Linked DNA regions of Mus musculus: region 2 is linked to region 1. The links are chromatin contacts, called in public ChIA-PET maps. All regions are on one chromosome and are shown on one strand. The core of a region is the stretch at or near the end of the contact, and the rest is flanking DNA. Distances in the headings are between cores, read along the strand shown. Region 1 overlaps Nol10 (nucleolar protein 10). Region 2 overlaps Hpcal1 (hippocalcin-like 1).

What was found. ChIA-PET counts read pairs in DNA pulled down with a chosen protein or histone mark.
Region 2: an RNA polymerase II ChIA-PET map of effector CD8 T cells shows a contact between it and region 1, with 41 read pairs. The contact joins two enhancer-like sites. A contact is called at or near these places in 3 of 115 datasets of contacts at active chromatin or transcription factors (T-cell acute lymphoblastic leukemia, effector CD8 T cells and memory CD8 T cells) and 1 of 9 other capture datasets (adipose tissue).

What each region holds. Positions count from the first base shown.
Region 1 is chr12:17,372,048-17,376,208 of GRCm38.p6, reverse strand. It overlaps Nol10 (nucleolar protein 10), which reads right to left. Exons shown (of 21, transcript NM_001008421.1): 12 at 2,581-2,647. Among named protein-coding and RNA genes, the nearest start is that of Mir3066, 19 kb to the right of the region's middle. Within about 2 kb of position 2,453, at least 41 of the 459 cell types and tissues checked have an H3K27ac peak or open chromatin away from gene starts, as enhancers often do. A contact at or near this core is called in effector CD8 T cells and memory CD8 T cells, where this site is marked.
Region 2 is chr12:17,713,739-17,717,899 of GRCm38.p6, reverse strand. The region is part of intron 1 of Hpcal1 (hippocalcin-like 1); the gene reads right to left. It overlaps Gm40842 (a long non-coding RNA gene), which reads right to left. Exons shown (of 3, transcript XR_001780564.2): 2 at 1-4,161. Among named protein-coding and RNA genes, the nearest start is that of Gm40842, 4.4 kb to the right of the region's middle. Within about 2 kb of position 1,984, at least 88 of the 459 cell types and tissues checked have an H3K27ac peak or open chromatin away from gene starts, as enhancers often do. A contact at or near this core is called in effector CD8 T cells and memory CD8 T cells, where this site is marked.

The DNA of each region.
Region 1 (4,161 bases), core at 1,204-3,703:
CTCAGTTTCTTAATAAATTGCCCTGCTTGGCCTCGTCTCACTTTGGCCATATGTTCTAATCTTCTGATTCTCTCTGCAACCTATCTCTTTATTACTGTCCTGGTAAAACTGCCTGCCTTCTCTCTCTGCACTCTCTCTTAAGTAGCTTCCCTTTCCTCCTTCTTCTCATAAGAGTTGGGCATATTCTGTTCTATCAAATCTTTCTCTGATTCATCACTTGTCTGCCAATCAATAAGACATCACTTTCAACTGTGGGTGCTTCCTTCTACAAACTAGCTTTACCTTCATTGTTTAGGATTAAAGGTGTGTGCTAAGGCATTCCAGCCAAGAGGATTAAAGGTGTGTGCTAAAGAGCTAAGCCACATGACCACTAGAAAAAGGTTTTTTCAGTAAATATCACACTCTCAGGGTTCACAGTGTGATCACACATTCTGCTACATACCTCTGCCCCCAAGTGCTGGGATTAAGGTACGTGCCACCACACCTGGCTTGTCCATAAACCTAAACACATTTCATCAAGCAGGGAGACCTTACTGAATTCTAGCAAGTTGGGGGACCTCACTACTAAATTCAGGCAACCCTTCACTGCTACTTTAGGTTCAGCACGGGATAGAAAACACGCTAAGTGACACCGGGAGGAACAACCACATATATTCAAGAGACATACACTCTACCAGAAGACTGGTCTGACCTTAGAAAAGTTAACACGATGAGGAAGAGGAAATGTGTGTTTGTGCCAGGGGGAGGGGGTATATTCCTGAGTGAGGTCCCCTTATCACTCTCTGCCACCCTTTCAGACTGCTTCTCCCTCACCTACCAATCTTTCTCCTCCCCCTTTTCCATCTACTACTTCACTGGGCTCACTGAGCTTCTGTGTAGCCCAGAATCCACATGAGGGCATTTCAATACCTCAGCACCTTCCCCTCAATGAGTCCCTCAACTTTGCAGAAGTGACCACACTCATCAGCATAAGACCCAGCAACTCTAATAAATGAAATGACAAGGCCCTCCACCGCCTGTCCCTCCCCACTAGGAGCATGTAACTAGAGTCCACTTCAGAAGGTTCTAACCAAGGCCTTGCCTTATACCAGGCAGGTAACTAACCCTGGTAAATTACCCTACTTCTATGACCACTTGTGGTACAAGACAGAGGGCTGGATATGATGTCACCAGCCCACAATTGCAGTACGCAGAAGGCCGAGGCAGAGGATCATGAGTTTGAAGCCTGGTTGGGCAAGAAACTGCTTCAGGGAAGCTGCTGAAATATATAGGGAGAATCTCAATAAAACAAAAACAAACAAGCAAGCAATAAATAAATAAACAAACCCAAAAGCCAGATAGAAAGAACTAATTCTGGGCCACTGATTATACAGGATTATAATACGATAAGTGATAGACTTGTATTTCTCACTCATACTCAAAGCAGTGAGTCTGCTCTTTCCTCCAGGCCCCAGGTACAAAGCCACAGGCTCTGTCTCAGGCTGGACCTGAGCATCAGTAATACATGGTTCTTTGATGCTGCTGTATCCATTCGCTCTTCTCCCCATTGCTCGAAATGGAATGGCTTCTGCTATTTCAAGTCTCCTATGTCCCCTGGGTCTTCATACCCACTCTGGCTTCTTCAATGATCAATCTGTACTTACTTAAGAACATTCTTACCTGCTAACCTAGACATATACGTTACGGTGTGCCAGGTGTTGAACTGTGGCAAACTATCACTACCCCTCATTGTCAATGCCTAATACGTAAATGCCAGAAACACACATGCTGGCTTGCTCAACTCAGGACACTATTTCATGGGTCCTGCAGTTCTAAGGCGGCCCACTCTTTATCTGTGTGGGCCCTCTGGTGACAGATGGAGCCCAGCTGGTCAGGTGACCACCTGCACCCACCTGTCCTTTCCCTTCAGCCCTCCCACGACCCTGTTACTCTTCTGACATTGTCTTCTTGGTGAATCACCTTACCCACAAAGCCACTCTAACCCCATTCCGTGACTGCCCTCCACATAAGACCCTGAAAGCCTCCCCTGCTCCTCCGCCCCACCCCCAGCTCTGGCTCACGACTCCCTGTGACATGCTGGCACAGTACTGCCGGCATGTGTGCAGTGGGGCATGTCAGGCTTTCCTCTCTACCCCGTCAACAGAGGACAGGGCTTGAGAGTGGGAGGGCTCTCTCCTTCTTTTCTCAGACCCCATTTGAGAGCTGCCCTGAAGGTACTGCTGAATTTCAAAACCTATCATATAATTTGCTGAACAGTACCTGATGCAGAGTATCTCCAAACCTTTATTACCATCCTCCTTCAAATCTCTAACCTCAATTTCCACATGCCATTACTAATCACATAAAAGAATACACCAAAATAGCATTTCACCTGCCACCTACCTACATTTGTTACTAGTTTCTACTAATAGCTAGGCGGGCTGAGTACTGAGTCATGAGCGCCTTTCTGAATCATCCATACCACTTCCTGTCCTTTCTTCTTCCAAGTAGATGAAAAACTCAAGAACTGTCCTGAGCAATCCAAGTGTGATCTTATGAAGCAAATGCAGTTAAAACTCAAGCGCAGGAGCGTGAGCCTACCTGAGCTGGGATAGAGGCAAACATCATTAAGATCATGTTCTGGCTCCAACGAAGTAAATATTTTCCCCTAAAACAGTAAGCAAAAGTGAATTACTGAAATCATCAAAGACAGCTTTTAGCAATGGCACATAGAGAAAATAAAATGGAGACACAACCCAGATAGTGCCACATAAAAGAAAGAAGCTAATGGAAAGGACTCAGACTCAAAAATCTTCTCTGTCTTATCAGCATATCAGACGGCCTTGTTTTAGAAATGAATTGACCTGTTCAAAACAAAACAGAAGAAGACTCAAAGTCTCAGAGGTGCTAGGGCACAGTAGAAGACATTAGGGTTAAAGGGAAGCTATGTAGCAGTGCCACCAAACCCCAGAGACAACCAAGTACAACCCAGAATCCTGTGAGGCCAGAGCATCAGTCACTATATGGTGAAGGCTCCAACATTCCACTTTAAGTGTGGAGAGACATCTACTGTACTATTGAAAACTAAGAAGAGGGCCCAGAGGTAGGCAGGAATGGAAAAAGACAAGAAAAAAGAGAAACAAGGAAAGCAGGTCACACAAAGCCAGGTAATCTGTTAGTCAAGAGGAAGCACTTAGTCTTAAGAAACAAAAAGTACCAAAATAAAATTGATTGCTGTAATTACAGTGTGATGTCTTCAAATGGGGATGCTGACAAGTTCTGCCAGCTCTTGCAGCGATAAGTCATTACCAGAAGACACCAGGATGTGGTGCACCCAGGGCAGAAGTGGGTGGAGCTGAAGCCCAGGCAGGATGGTTATTTCGAGGTTGATGAAAAAAGGTAGCCAAGTTCTTGTTCAACAGTGAAACTCGCCTAGCAAGCTCCCACTGAAGTGGGAAGGAGAGGGCAAAGAAAAGAGGAAGAGAACAAGAACTACAACAGCATGGATCAAAAGAGACAAAGGGGTCATTGGTCCCAGAAACCCAGGGCACGGGAAACATAGCATAAAGGGGTCTGGAAGGACACATCCAAATGGAGCTACTGCTAGGCTTAGGTAGGATGGGAGCCAGGTCAAATGAACACCTTTATACTATCTTGGGAGTTCTTGGAAATACGAGCTAGTACGATAGCACACAAATATAATCCCAACATTCAGAAAGTAGAGATAGGATGGTGAGTTTGAGGCTTGTGTGGGTTCCATAGTGAGTTCCAGGTAAGCCTTATCTACAAAGTCAAACTATCTCTAATTACACACCATGTATGTACTTATACAATGAAAAACAGTAAGACAACTGATTAGTGGTGGTGGTGTTATTATTATTATTATTATTATTATTATTATTTTGATCCAGAGTCTCACTACATAGTCCAAGCTGGCCTCAAACTCTTGGTTCTCCTGCCTCAGTCAGCCTCTTAAGTGTAGAAGTGTGCAAGTACACTCTGCATAGGGAAATAGTGTTTTTCTATCAATTAGTTAGGGTTGCCGAAAAATTATTGATCTAAGATATGAAAAGTTTCCCACAAGTCCTCAAAACCCTTAAACTCAAAGCCTACCAAGCAGAATGCTTAACTCCTGTAAGCATCAGGGTAGTGTTTCCAAGAACTCAGGAATGCCGTGAGCTG
Region 2 (4,161 bases), core at 735-3,234, 340 kb before region 1:
GGCCATGGAGAAGGAGGGCCCTTTCGGGGGGTGGGGGTGGGGGGCTTTGCTTTCCTGTATTTTCTAGTCTTACCAAAATATGCAAGTTTGTGTGTAAAAACGGAATTAAATTTTTTTCTTCAAAAATCAAAACCAAGACCATGGTGGTGGTGAATTCTAGACCTAGGGGAGAAGAGGCAGGCAGATCTCTATAAGTTTAAGGCTAGCCTAGTCTATCTACATAGTAAGTTCCAGGCTGGCCAGAGTTATACAGTAAGACACTGTGTCAAAAAAATAAAAATGAAATAAAATCAAAACCAAAATGGCCAAGGTTGACCACCAGAACATATGGGCTTCAAGAGTGTGTGCTAAGAAATTCTCAACAGGAAAGCTGGGGCAGAGGTGAGAACAGGGCCTTGAGCACAGAAGCCACTGAACACAGGAAGCTCCCATTCTGGGTATATGGCCATGTGATGAACAGGAAGTCCCTGACCTGGATGTGTGGGCACAGGAGAAGCCATGTCCCAGTGCTGGCTCCCTTGACCTGAAACAGGCTAACTACCCCTCCCTAGAAAGCTCTTAGGAACCGGGGTGAGAGAGACACAAACCTCTGTCTCTGAGCTCAGGTACTGGCCAACCCTCTAGACTGATGATTTTCTTCACAGAGGAATCAGTCAATTTTAAAATGAGAAAATTCAGTCTACTATTCACAGTGCTCAGAAGGCTGAAGGAAGACCACGGACAGAGGCTAAGAGCAGGCTGGGCCTCTTACAACAGAGCTCAGGCAAGGACTAGCCCAAATAGTCCCCACATCCTGTGACCCTACAAACTCCCTCACAGCCCCTGGCTGAGATGCCTTCCTTGGCCACACCAGGCTTCTCTAAGCCATCATTGGCTGGGCCATAACCTGCCCCACTCCACCCACTCTGGCCTGCTAGCCTAGGGCTAGCAAGAACCTGCTGAATTAGTTGAACAACTCGACTCCACTCTATCTGATGACCTACCATTCACATTCACTCAAGTTCCTCACCCCTAACCTCCAGGGGTAGAGGGCTTGACTTGGTTATCTTCCATCTAAAGACCGACACAGGGAGAGACAGAGAGAGACAAGACACACAGGCACACACACACAACCACAGTCTGTCTCTGTTTCCCTCTCTCCCCTTTTCTTTGTCTCTCATTCCCTCGCTCTCTTTCCCTAGCCCATATCTTTGTATTGGAAGTTACACTAATCTCTCTCTCTCTTTCTCTCACACACACACACACACACATATACACACACACACACACACACAATGGAGATGACTCCTACCTACTGCAGTTGTCTCTTTTGAGGTGTAAACAAGTATCAGACCATTTTTCCTTTAGACAAAAACCTGGTGTCTTCAGGGTTTCTACTGCTGTGAAGAGACACCATGACTACAGCAACTCTTATAAAGGAGAGCATTTAATTGGGGCTTGCTTACAGTTTCAGACATTTAGTCCATTGCCACCATGGTGGGAAGGATGGCAGGCAGTGTGCAGGCAGACATAGTGCTAGAGAGGTAGCTGAGAGTTTTACATATTGATCTGCAGGTAGCAGGAAGTGACGATGACACTCTGGGCCCGGCTTAAGCATCTGAGACCTCAAAGCCCATCCCCAGTGACATACTTCCTTTAACAAGGCCACACCTCCTAAGAGTGCCACTCCCTATGAACCTATAGGGACCATTTTCTTTTAAATCATAACACTCAGGAGTTCCAGGGCCACAGCCTTACCCTTATCTCCCACCCCCTTTAGGGGGAAGCTTAGTGAAAAAAAGTTGGGGGGCCCAACATGGTCTTGCTGAGAAATACTGAGGGTGGGCATGGGGTGGCAGCTAGAGTTGAGAGAGGCCCCAAGAACATAAGACACCTCTTGGGGAGACACTGGCTGAGGACACTTAAATGGAAGGGAAGACAGTGGAGGCTCTGCCCCAACTCACTGTCATCTCCAAGAGTCACTTCCCCTCTGGGAACCACTGTGTCATCTTCTTCTGTCAAGGCAGGAAGGGTGGGGTTTGATAAGCAGGTCCAGCATTGAGTTCACAGAATGTCACTTCTGCTTCAGCATCTGTGGCTGAGGAACCCCGCGCCTGTTCTTAGAGTAGGACACAGTCCTTTGTACTGACACATGTAGGGCAAGGTAAAGGCCCCTTAAGTCTCTGCTGAATCCAGCCTTTTCCAGACCTGTACTGTTGGGGATGCTCCTTGTTTCGCATCAGACTCAGTCTCCCTCAGGCCTGTGGGAAGGATGGAGGCATCACAGGCTTCTTATTGGTGTCCTTCCTGATGCCAGGGAACAGGGCAGCATCTTGCTCCCAGCATCTGCTACTTCCATGTAGCTTGAGAGTGGATTCATGTGTTATTCTACCCCAAAGCCATGTCTGACTCCTCTTAGTGTGGCCCTTATCCACAGGGCTGAAGTGAGGAGTCAGTCCAAGGCCTAGCCAGAGCCCCAAAGCAGTAATGTGGCTCTTACCTGGCCCTCTACAGAGTTTCTGTTCTGGTAATTGTCGGGAGGCCAGCGCCAGGGACATCTCCCTGTCACAGGCCCTGGTCCCTCCCACATACCAGGTTCTTTGCTTGTCGATCATATCTCGAATGGCTCTCAAGGTTGTCACAGACCCAAGGCCACCCAACATGACCTAGGAATTCTTGAGCACATCCAAAATTATAAAGAATGGGTGCAGGTTTCAAGAACAATGGGTTAGACATGGAAGGGTCTAGAGGCTGTCCTGCTTAGTGTTCTCCACACTAAAGCTAAAGGTTTGTTTGTTTTGAACGAGACAGGGGCTCCTATAGCTCAGGTTAGCCTTGAACTCTCTACACGGCCAGGGATGACCTTGAACTTCTGATCAGCATGCCTCGACCTTTAATGCTGGGCTTTAACTACAGACACGCTCCAGCACAACTAGGTTTATATGATACTGAAGATCACCTGCAGGGCTTCATGCATGCCAGGCAAGCCTTCTAGCAGCTGAGTTCCATCCCCAGTCTGGGCTAAGGCCTGTATAATTAAACCTTCCTAAAATGTTAATAAAACACACACTGAGGTTCACAGCATGGACAGAGCCAATGAGCCCACTCAAATGAGCTGGTCCTCTGCAGCTCATCTGGGGTTGAGCATCAGTGTGATAATCCCACCCATGGCCACATTTCCAGGTCCATAGAAGACTACAAAGAATTTGTTAGGAGGAGGTAGGGAGCTGAGGGATGCCCTGAAGTCCTAAGAGGCAAATGAACCACCCTGAACAGAGGCAAAGCATCCAGGCTGATACACACATGGGAAGTCTCCAGGAACCCAAGTCCAGCACAGGGATACCAGCCAGTCTCAGAGTAGTGACTGGACTTTGCAGACAACTCTCCAAAGAGCGTTCTGAGGACTGTGTGCCACACGCAGGGCTGGAGAACAGCACTGGAGGCGACAGGAGGAAAAAGGGATATCCCTTGTCCCAAGAGAATAAAATAAGCTGTGACAGCAAGGGACAGGGAAGAGGGAAGTTTCCAGAAGCTGCTGATATGATACTCTGCAGGTGGTGAGATGAGAGGCTACACTTAACATACAAACTGCTCAGCCATGGGCAGCCAGTGGCTGGCCAAGCCAGGCATGGGCTGGGGACTCTGCATTTCCACAGAGACAGGCAGTTCTGTGTTTGGAGAACAGTGGCTTAGCCGGCATTAGTGGTGGGCAGGAAGCTAATTCCTAGAGAGAACAAGACAGGTATCCAAAAGAAGCCCAAGAAGAATTCCCTTCCTCAGGGTTAATGTTGGCTGATGCTTATTTAGGCAAACTATCACTTCCATGTGTAACAGGCTAAACTGAGCTCCCACACGTCAAGGTAATTTGCATAATTAGGTCTCCCAAACCACTTCATTGCCCGGGTGACCTACCATCTTGAATGGAGAACGTTTGGGTAGGAAAGTAACCCAAATCTTGCTATGGTGTTGAGAGCTCTCCAGGGAATGAGAGCCAGTAAAATACAAAGAGACCTATAGAGAGATGATGAGGGACTGGTCCTCATGGTTATGGAGGCTGAGATGTCCAACATCCTGCTGTCTGTAAGATGGAGCTCAGGGAGATCAGTTGGTGGGGGTTCTAGGCCAAGAACGAGGAGCATGGTGACCAAAGCGAAGAGATGGTGTCCACTCTCCCTCCTGGGT